3 separate regions of the Sus scrofa genome follow, and all the other regions are linked to region 3. A link is a contact called in public HiChIP or PLAC-seq data. All regions are on one chromosome and are shown on one strand. The core of a region is the stretch at or near the end of the contact, and the rest is flanking DNA. Distances in the headings are between cores, read along the strand shown.

The links. HiChIP or PLAC-seq counts read pairs in DNA pulled down with a chosen protein or histone mark.
Region 1: a contact with region 3 is called in an H3K27ac HiChIP or PLAC-seq map of alveolar macrophages. The contact joins two enhancer-like sites.
Region 2: an H3K27ac HiChIP or PLAC-seq map of alveolar macrophages shows a contact between it and region 3. The contact joins two enhancer-like sites. A contact is called at or near these places in 18 of 47 Hi-C or Micro-C datasets (alveolar macrophages, blood, brain and 11 more) and 1 of 2 datasets of contacts at active chromatin or transcription factors (alveolar macrophages).

What each region holds. Positions count from the first base shown.
Region 1 is chr15:87,428,974-87,431,673 of Sscrofa11.1, forward strand. No RefSeq gene overlaps it. Among named protein-coding and RNA genes, the nearest start is that of PPP1R1C, 35 kb to the right of the region's middle. Within about 2 kb of position 1,373, at least 4 of the 83 cell types and tissues checked have an H3K27ac peak or open chromatin away from gene starts, as enhancers often do. A contact at or near this core is called in alveolar macrophages, where this site is marked.
Region 2 is chr15:87,392,037-87,394,736 of Sscrofa11.1, forward strand. All of the region lies in intron 10 of SSFA2 (sperm-specific antigen 2), which reads left to right. Among named protein-coding and RNA genes, the nearest start is that of SSFA2, 67 kb to the left of the region's middle. Within about 2 kb of position 1,440, at least 1 of the 83 cell types and tissues checked has an H3K27ac peak or open chromatin away from gene starts, as enhancers often do. A contact at or near this core is called in alveolar macrophages, where this site is marked.
Region 3 is chr15:87,228,005-87,230,704 of Sscrofa11.1, forward strand. No RefSeq gene overlaps it. Among named protein-coding and RNA genes, the nearest start is that of NEUROD1, 49 kb to the left of the region's middle. Within about 2 kb of position 1,312, at least 10 of the 83 cell types and tissues checked have an H3K27ac peak or open chromatin away from gene starts, as enhancers often do. A contact at or near this core is called in alveolar macrophages, where this site is marked.

The sequences.
Region 1 (2,700 bases), core at 123-2,622, 200 kb after region 3:
CTACAATAAATTTTTTTTTAAAAAGAATACACATAGCTGAAGGGAGTAGAAATACATAAGCATTAGGAGGCCCTGTCTAGAGGCAGAAAGATATTAGCTCCAGGCTTAGCTCTGACACTTTCTTGTTTTAGTCTCGATGTCCTAAAACAAAACAAAACAAAAGCACCTTCCTTTTTGGAGTATTGGGGGAGATTAATAAGGTGTACGTAATAACATAAGGACATTTAGGATATTGTCTAGCATATGGGAAGAGCTCAATAAATATTAGCTATTAGCAAGAGGTAGTAATAACAGAAGAAAAAGTAAAAATACACAGCACTGTATTAAAATATCAAGATGATATACTGTATTATCCAAGTCCAGTATGAGTGAAAATACAGTTGCTGACATTCCAACTTTATGTTAAATAAACCACAATCACAATTATGTGATTTGTCCTGCTTAAGCTTTATTTCATTCAGGAAAAGCTCAACATGAAGGACATTTGTCAGACTTTTATCTTTTCTATTGTTTATAATACACTTAATTGGCACCACAGTAAATGATTAATTAAGATATTTGCTAAGGATGAGATTATTTACCCTGTATCATCTATTTATAGGATTTGGGGTTTCAAACTGGAATCCTTGGTTTTGGCTATTTGTTGCCATTTATTGTTTTTTAGAAGAATGCCCTTGACAACAATACTGTCTTAGTACAATCCTATTTCTTTTCTCTTTCTTATTTTTTTAAAATGAATTGATGAACCACTGAGTTGAGCTTTTAAAAATCCTCTGAGCACAGAGATTCTCAGGTAAGCAAAGGCAATTATCAGAATATGTATTGCACGTGTAGGTATGTTTATGCACATATGCACGGGCATGTTGTTTTTATTCAATTTTATAATTTTATGTCTGGAGAAATATTCCTTTGAAATACTAGCCTTTTAAAACATAGCCTCTCAAAATCTTCCAAACTGGTAGGGTATGGGTTTTAACAAGTTGAGAAAAAGTTACAAATTATGCTAATTTATTATTAACATTGAAATATTAAAATAAAATACTATATCCAGATCATTTTATATTTATTTACTTTTGAGAGGTTCTACTATTCATAATATTAGAGTTTAAATTGGTATGTAACAAGTCAAGTGGTTTTCAAACTGATGTAATTCTGAAAGTCGTACAATCTAAAGCTGAATTAAGTATTCGACTGGTAGAAACTGCAAATAACTCCAACAATTTTTAAAATCCACTACAATGAGACAGTCAGCATATTTCTCTGGAGAGAAGAATTTAGAGCTCTTGGTGATGAGGATTGCTCAGAGCATAATACTTGCCTAGCCATGACTTGTGTGTCATAGAGATTGAAAATCAGGAAGTATAGACATCAGTAGTTCATGACCTTGAGATCTCATTACAGGCAAGGAAAAGAAAAGGCACTTTCGAGAAGTGATAGTCACTGCCAACTTCCTGGTTTCATCTTCAAACAAGGAACATTTAGAGCTCTCCAAAATATTCTGGCACATTGCTAGAAAAACATCCCATATGCAGCAAGTACACTTTCCCAGTCCACTTTTTATGGCTGCTGGTACAAAACCTAACAGTTATTTCTCAAAAATTATGGGACTGCTAATTAATGAAGATGTTAATTTGCAAAAATAACTCTTAAAAAGGACTTGCCAATATCTAAAATTAGCCCCTGGTTTGGTGGGTATGTAGTTATTAAAATGTGTATTTGGCTTCTCTTTGAGGAGGCATGTGTGAAAAATTTTATATACTTGAGCTGAACTTTACAGAAGACTCTAAGCATATAAAAATACATTTATGCATTGTGCATATGTCATCTCTTTCCCTTCAAGGACGTATTGCATGCAAAGATTATGTCATTTGAAACATTAGCCATTTTTTCCCCCCTTTGTTGACTAGCAAAGTAAAAGCCCCATTAAGTTCTAGTTTTGCTTAGCAAATATTGCTTTTTTTTGCTAGGTAACTTGCTTCTTTACAATAAGTCCTGAACGTCTCTTCCATATCTAACCACCTCCACTACTACTATCTTTGTTCAAACCCTCTTAGTTCTTGCCTGAGTTATATTCACTTGAGTTATAGTAGTTCATCTGTAGTCCATATTCTTCTACATTGTTAGAATTATTATTCTGAACACAAATATGATTCCATCACCTTTGCCCAATTGTTCAAAGCCTTCCAAAGACTCCCCATTGTTTTGAAGTCCAAATGCATCCCTTTTTATATCTCCAAGTCTCATTTGTTGAAAGCCTCAGTGTGCAGCTGGGCTCTAGCCATATTCAACCATGCTGCTCCACCCTTCCCTGTATTTGCATGTTTTGTTCTCTCTGCTTGGAAGTCCTTTCCTTTTTCACCAGTGCCATCCACTTTAAGCATCTCTTCCTCCAAGAAGCCTTCTGTGATCCACCAAGTAGAGATCACTGTTGCCTATGCCTCCACTTTACATAGTACACACCTTTATGTGTGTGTATATGCCAACTTTACTAAAATATATTTTACATACAATTCACCTATTTAATGTGTATGATTCCATGGGTTTTAATACTTTCAAGGAGTTATGTAACCATCATCACAATTAATTTTATTTTCATTATTTCCCCAAACATCCAGTACCCCTCAGCAGTCACTTTCTGTTCCTCCCCAACCCACTACCATCCTAGGCAACTACTAATCTACTTTCTGTCTCTAGAGATTT
Region 2 (2,700 bases), core at 190-2,689, 160 kb after region 3:
AAATGTATCTAAATGTTGTAAAACTATTCTTGAGTTTTCTAATTGTTAGTAACTTGCTTAGATAATTCTTATGATCTTATTGAGAAATTATTTATATTGAATAAATACATCATGATGTCTCTCTAGAACCATAGATAAGTAGTATGAACAACTCATAGTTAAACCAGAATGATTCTGCACCGTGAGCAGTTGCTCATCTTTTAATAAATGAAAAATTTCTCATACTTTAGAGGAAAGAGAACTTTATCTGTGTATTTCTATAAACAAGTTGTCCTTTGTCTCTCTCTTTTTTGTCTTTTAGGGCCGCACCCATGGCATATGGAGGTTCCCAGGCTAGGGGTGGAATTGGAGCTGTAGCTGCCAGCCTACACCACAGCTAACAGCAATGTCGGATTCTTAACCCACTGAGCTAAGCCAGGGATCCAGCCCATGTCCTCATGGATACTAACTAGTTGGTTTGTTACTGCTGAGCCACGATGGGAACTCCTGTCCTGTGTCTCTTTACTCTATAAATAGGTTTACATTTAAATATAAATATTATTGGCATTATATACAATTTTTTAAGCTGCTCAAATTTTAGAAGGTGTTTCTGATCCTTTCTTTATACATATTGTTGATCTAACTAATGTCCTTCATTACTTATTTTTAGCCATTAAGTTTTGGGATTCTTTTTATTAGATTTACTAGCCTTGGTTAAAGTAATTACAAATCAGTCAGACACCTGACAGTTAAGTTGTTTCTTTGGCCTTTCAAATTTGACTGTATGTATTTTGAAGGCAAATAACATGTCTGTAGTTGAATAGGAACTTGAACATGACATACACACTGACGTCTGTTGTTTTAAATCCCAATTAACCACTAAGTTTTGTTATTCGATATTTATCTAAGAGAATGTTAACTTTTTTGGTTTTCACCTGACAGTAAAAGTAAACCATATATATATGTGTGTGTGTATATACAACTTGAAAGTTTTTTAAAAATGAAATTTTTCAACTAATTATACAATTATAAGCTAGCATAGAAGGATTTTTGAATTCACTTTCCAGCTTTTTCCTTTTATGGATAAGGAAGCATTTCCCTCCAGTATTTCAAATTGCTTGGCAGCAGTGGCTCTCCATCGTCTTTCCGAGGGATGCAATGCCCTTTAGTATCAGTGCCTTACCCAGGGGCTGTCAGGGTATGGAGTTCTGGAGATGCAGAGGGAGATCTGTTGTAAATCTTCACCACTTTACCAAAAAATACATTGCTTACGGTCACACTTGGTCATCCTAAGGACATGTGAGGTAGGAGCTCCAAACTTTATTTTTCAGTTAAGAAAACTGAGATAATTATCACCAATAATTCAGATAATTGTCTGAAGCCATTCAGCCACTAAGTGGTACGAGTAAGACTTGACTTTGAGTCTTTGTACAAACCAGCTCCTTTTGACTACAACATATAACTTGGTCAAGATCAGACTGGTTGATAGGGTCAGACATTGCACAAGAACTCAGGTCATCTGATGCATAGCTCCGTGCCTATTTTTGGAAAATTAATGCTTTCCTTGAATTGTTATGAGGTATCATTTAAAATGAGGCAGAAGAGTAATTTCTGAAGTTCCAGTTTGGGTTTTCTGCTATATGGTTCTCTTTAAACCTTAGAGGAGAGTTACTTGAGTTAGAACATTCTACATATTGCTGCTGTATAAAAAACACAGTACAATAGTATTGTGCCTCAAAGATGTGTTTTAGAATAAATGTGACAGATGTTTAAAGAGCCAAATTAGGTGTCTGCTGTGGTAACAAGACATTGACTAAAAAAGGTAAAATCTTGAAGTTCCCACTGTGGTGCAGTAGGTTAGTGATCCAGCTTATCTCTGGCATTGCTGATTTCTGGCCCTGGGCTGAGGTTCATTCCCCAGCCCATTGCAGTGGGTTAAGGATCTGGCATTGCCACAGCTGTGGTGTAGGCTGCAGATGCGGTTCTGATTTGATCCCAGTCCTGGAACTTCGTATTCCTTGGGTAAGGTTGAAAAAGAGAAAGAAAAAAGGTAAAATCTTTGATTAAAACATTTTTAAAATGTAGTAACTCAAATGTGTGGGTTATTCTAAAGTTGTTTTCTTAAAGCTTTAAATTCTTAAAGACATTGAGACCAAGTGATTTTATTATTTTGATTTAGTGGGTTTTTCGTGTTTTTGTTTTGTTTTGCTTTGTTTTTGTAATTTTTATTATGAAAAGTTTCAAACTTACCAAAAGATTAAGTAGTATGATGAAAACCCATTATTCATCACTCAATTCGATTATCAATATTTAGCTATAGTTAATAAAAGACCAATCCTGTAGCAAATGACCAGCATCCCACTGAGAATTTGAAACCATGGAATAGGAAAATCTAAGTTCTATGTTTGCATTATAATTTCTGTGGTGCCCCTCATCTTGAATTTGACTGCTTTTCTCTGCACAACTTTAACCAATAATGGAACATGATAAGCTATGAAATTCAACCATTATCACTGGCAAGTCTGTTTCTGTCTTCAGCAAGTGATTGATGATTTTGCTGAGTAAGTAGGAAGAAGGACCCTAACCTTAGTAGTTTTGTAGTAAAATATGATCCACTCAACTCCCTTTTAAGGGCCTTCTTTCACTTAATTCTGGAGTTTGTAGTGGCAGGAGAGAGGGAGATTTTTATTTTTTGGCCATAGAGTAGCATCTTGAAGGTAG
Region 3 (2,700 bases), core at 62-2,561:
AATTTTAAAAACAGCATAGCATGATGATTTAGAGGTGAGAAGTTTTCTTTTTGGTTCCCTGAAGTTCCAAATGATTAGGCTGACCTCTGATCTATGGTTCATACCCTGGGTGCAAAATTGCTGGATTATGTAGAATTCCAAAGTCCACATGGTCTGGAAACCTATGTCACAAATTTATGGGGGTAGGGAGAGCATACATGGATTGACAAGTCATTACAGCTTCTGTACCCTAGTCATATGCTCTGACAATTACGGCAGATTACCAAGAAGAAATTAGGCAATCATGTTAACTAATGCTGTTCTTGTCAACTTGCTCTTTGGAAGCAGCTGAAAAGGAGTAGAATTAATTGATATTTCTAAAATCCAGAGAATTTCTATAGGCCGTGGGATAGTTTTAGTAAATGTGGGAGCCATAGAGGTTGTACCTCACCAGAGTTTAGAATTGCAATTTTCTATTATAAGTACTTTCTGCTATTGAAGTCACATGAGTCCTCTTGAGGCATATTCATAGGTATACTTTAAGGCAATCTATTTCCTGACATAAGTAAATGTTTGTTACTTTAATTATAACTCATCAAGAAAGACCATTTATTTACCTGTCTGTTGATCAAAATTTCTAAATTATGGAGGGAGGAAAAATGCGAATGTAGCTTTACTTAAAAGAAATAACAATAATTTACTTATGCAAGAAAATTATAGAGTATACATAATAAGTTATGCTGGGTAATGCTGTAGTAAACCAATTGGATATATCAGTTACATGGTTATTCTAGAACCTATATTTCTAACCACCGCTCACAGTAAACCAAAAAATCCCACTACCTCAATTCTTTGAAAAAAAAAAAAGTATAAGTAGTAAAAGAAAAAAAAAAGCCCTTTACTTATAAAAGTGACTAATAGTAACTAATAGCATATGGCTTAAAGGATAATTTAAACTATTTTATGTTACTTCCACAAAGATATTATTGTTATCATAATGATTCCTTTACACTTAGAATGAAGAAATAAATATGGGGTTTTCACATGATAAATACTGAGGTACAGGTCTGAAAACCAGAAAGAGATGTTTTTCCAGCAGAGCTGATCAGATTAAGCATGAAACGATTTTTTTTTTAATTACCCCACAAATCAAAACAAAGATGAGGGAAAAGTTCCATGAATAAACATCAGGGTCATAGTCTAGGAGAGGGGAAAACATATCAGGAAACCAAAAACAAGTGGAGCCAGTTGTCAATCTAGGAACAAGGCAGATGGTTAAAGTCGGAAGTCACATAAGCAACAAAAAGAGCCAAGGTCCAAACCACAAAGCAGAAGTTATGAGAATAACACAACTGGGCTCTAATCCCAAGGCTGAGAATGGAAGCCAAGCAAAGGTGCCTAGTCATAGAACCAAAGGGCAGTTGTTGAAGCAACAGAGCTTTTTTTGTTTCCTGCCCTTTAAAAAATGCAACAGAAGATAATTAATGTCTATGCCTCTCTGCCATGGTTAGATTAGAGGCAAGTATGGGCTGATTGAGAGTTTTTACCTATCCGACAAGATCAGGAGACATTTTGATTCTGTGGAAGTCACTGTCACAGAACTTGAGGCTGAGGACAAGTCTGAGAAAATCCGACAGACGGAGTGCTCTTGAACTAACTCACTTAGGCCAGGTGACTTTTTCTGCATTATTTCCTTATTTCAGGACAGGAGAAAGAGAACCAGGAATTTGAATTGTTTTACATGGCAAGTGTGACTTCTTTTTCTTCTTGTTTTAAACAACATGTCTGTATTATGTCTAGTTAATGGCATTAAGGGCTAGAATTCAGTTGTCTCCCAAATGGGAGAGAAAGAACATGTGAATGGGGGGGGGCAGTTAATTGGGTAGTATGTTATTTTAAAAAATTCCATCATCTGTGTCCACATTACAGTAAGAACATGCTTGATTTCCCTTGACCCCTTCTCTGTGTGATTTTTCACTCCTCTCCTTAGCATTGGCACAGTGTAGATCAGAGGCCAAGAGGTGTCACCAGTCCATTGTCCTAGGTAACTAACAATACAAAATATACACCCCAGAGTTTCAGTCAGTGGGTTCCCAACAGATCAACAAGTGGAAAGTCTGACATCTTCCCCGGAGTGATGGTATTAAGCTAATGGTGTTCTCTGACAGGAAGTTTTTTTCTGATACTGTGTATGTTTTCCTAACTCCTCTTACTGCTCACTCCCATGGTTATCTCTATGGCTCTGGAAAACAATGCCAACCCCCTCATCAGTGTTCTATTTTTAGACCTCATTTAGTCTATAGAGTCAGATGGCTCATATTTAGCTTCCCTTAAATTTCTCCCATTAGTCATTCAAACTCATCATCGCCTTAGTCATTTTTGTTTGGTTGGTTTTCAGTTTATGATGCTTAGCCTAAGAATGAAAACAGCATTTCCAGGAATAGCTCATAAGGGTGCAGTCAGATACTTTAGTCTATATACTGAAATGACTTTACATTATTTCTTAGAAAGGAATCTAATTTTTCATTCTTCTTCAATTCATACCTCCTTCAGCCTCGCAGTTTTGAGTTCCTTCTATCAATGATACTCTCCCTTCTGGGAGAACAATTTCTAGGATATGTTGTTATCCCTAGAACTTAGCACCATACCTGGAACACTGTTGGAAATCAAGATACACTTGATACATGAATGAATAAATGTTTTAAACATCGCAGGTAAGAA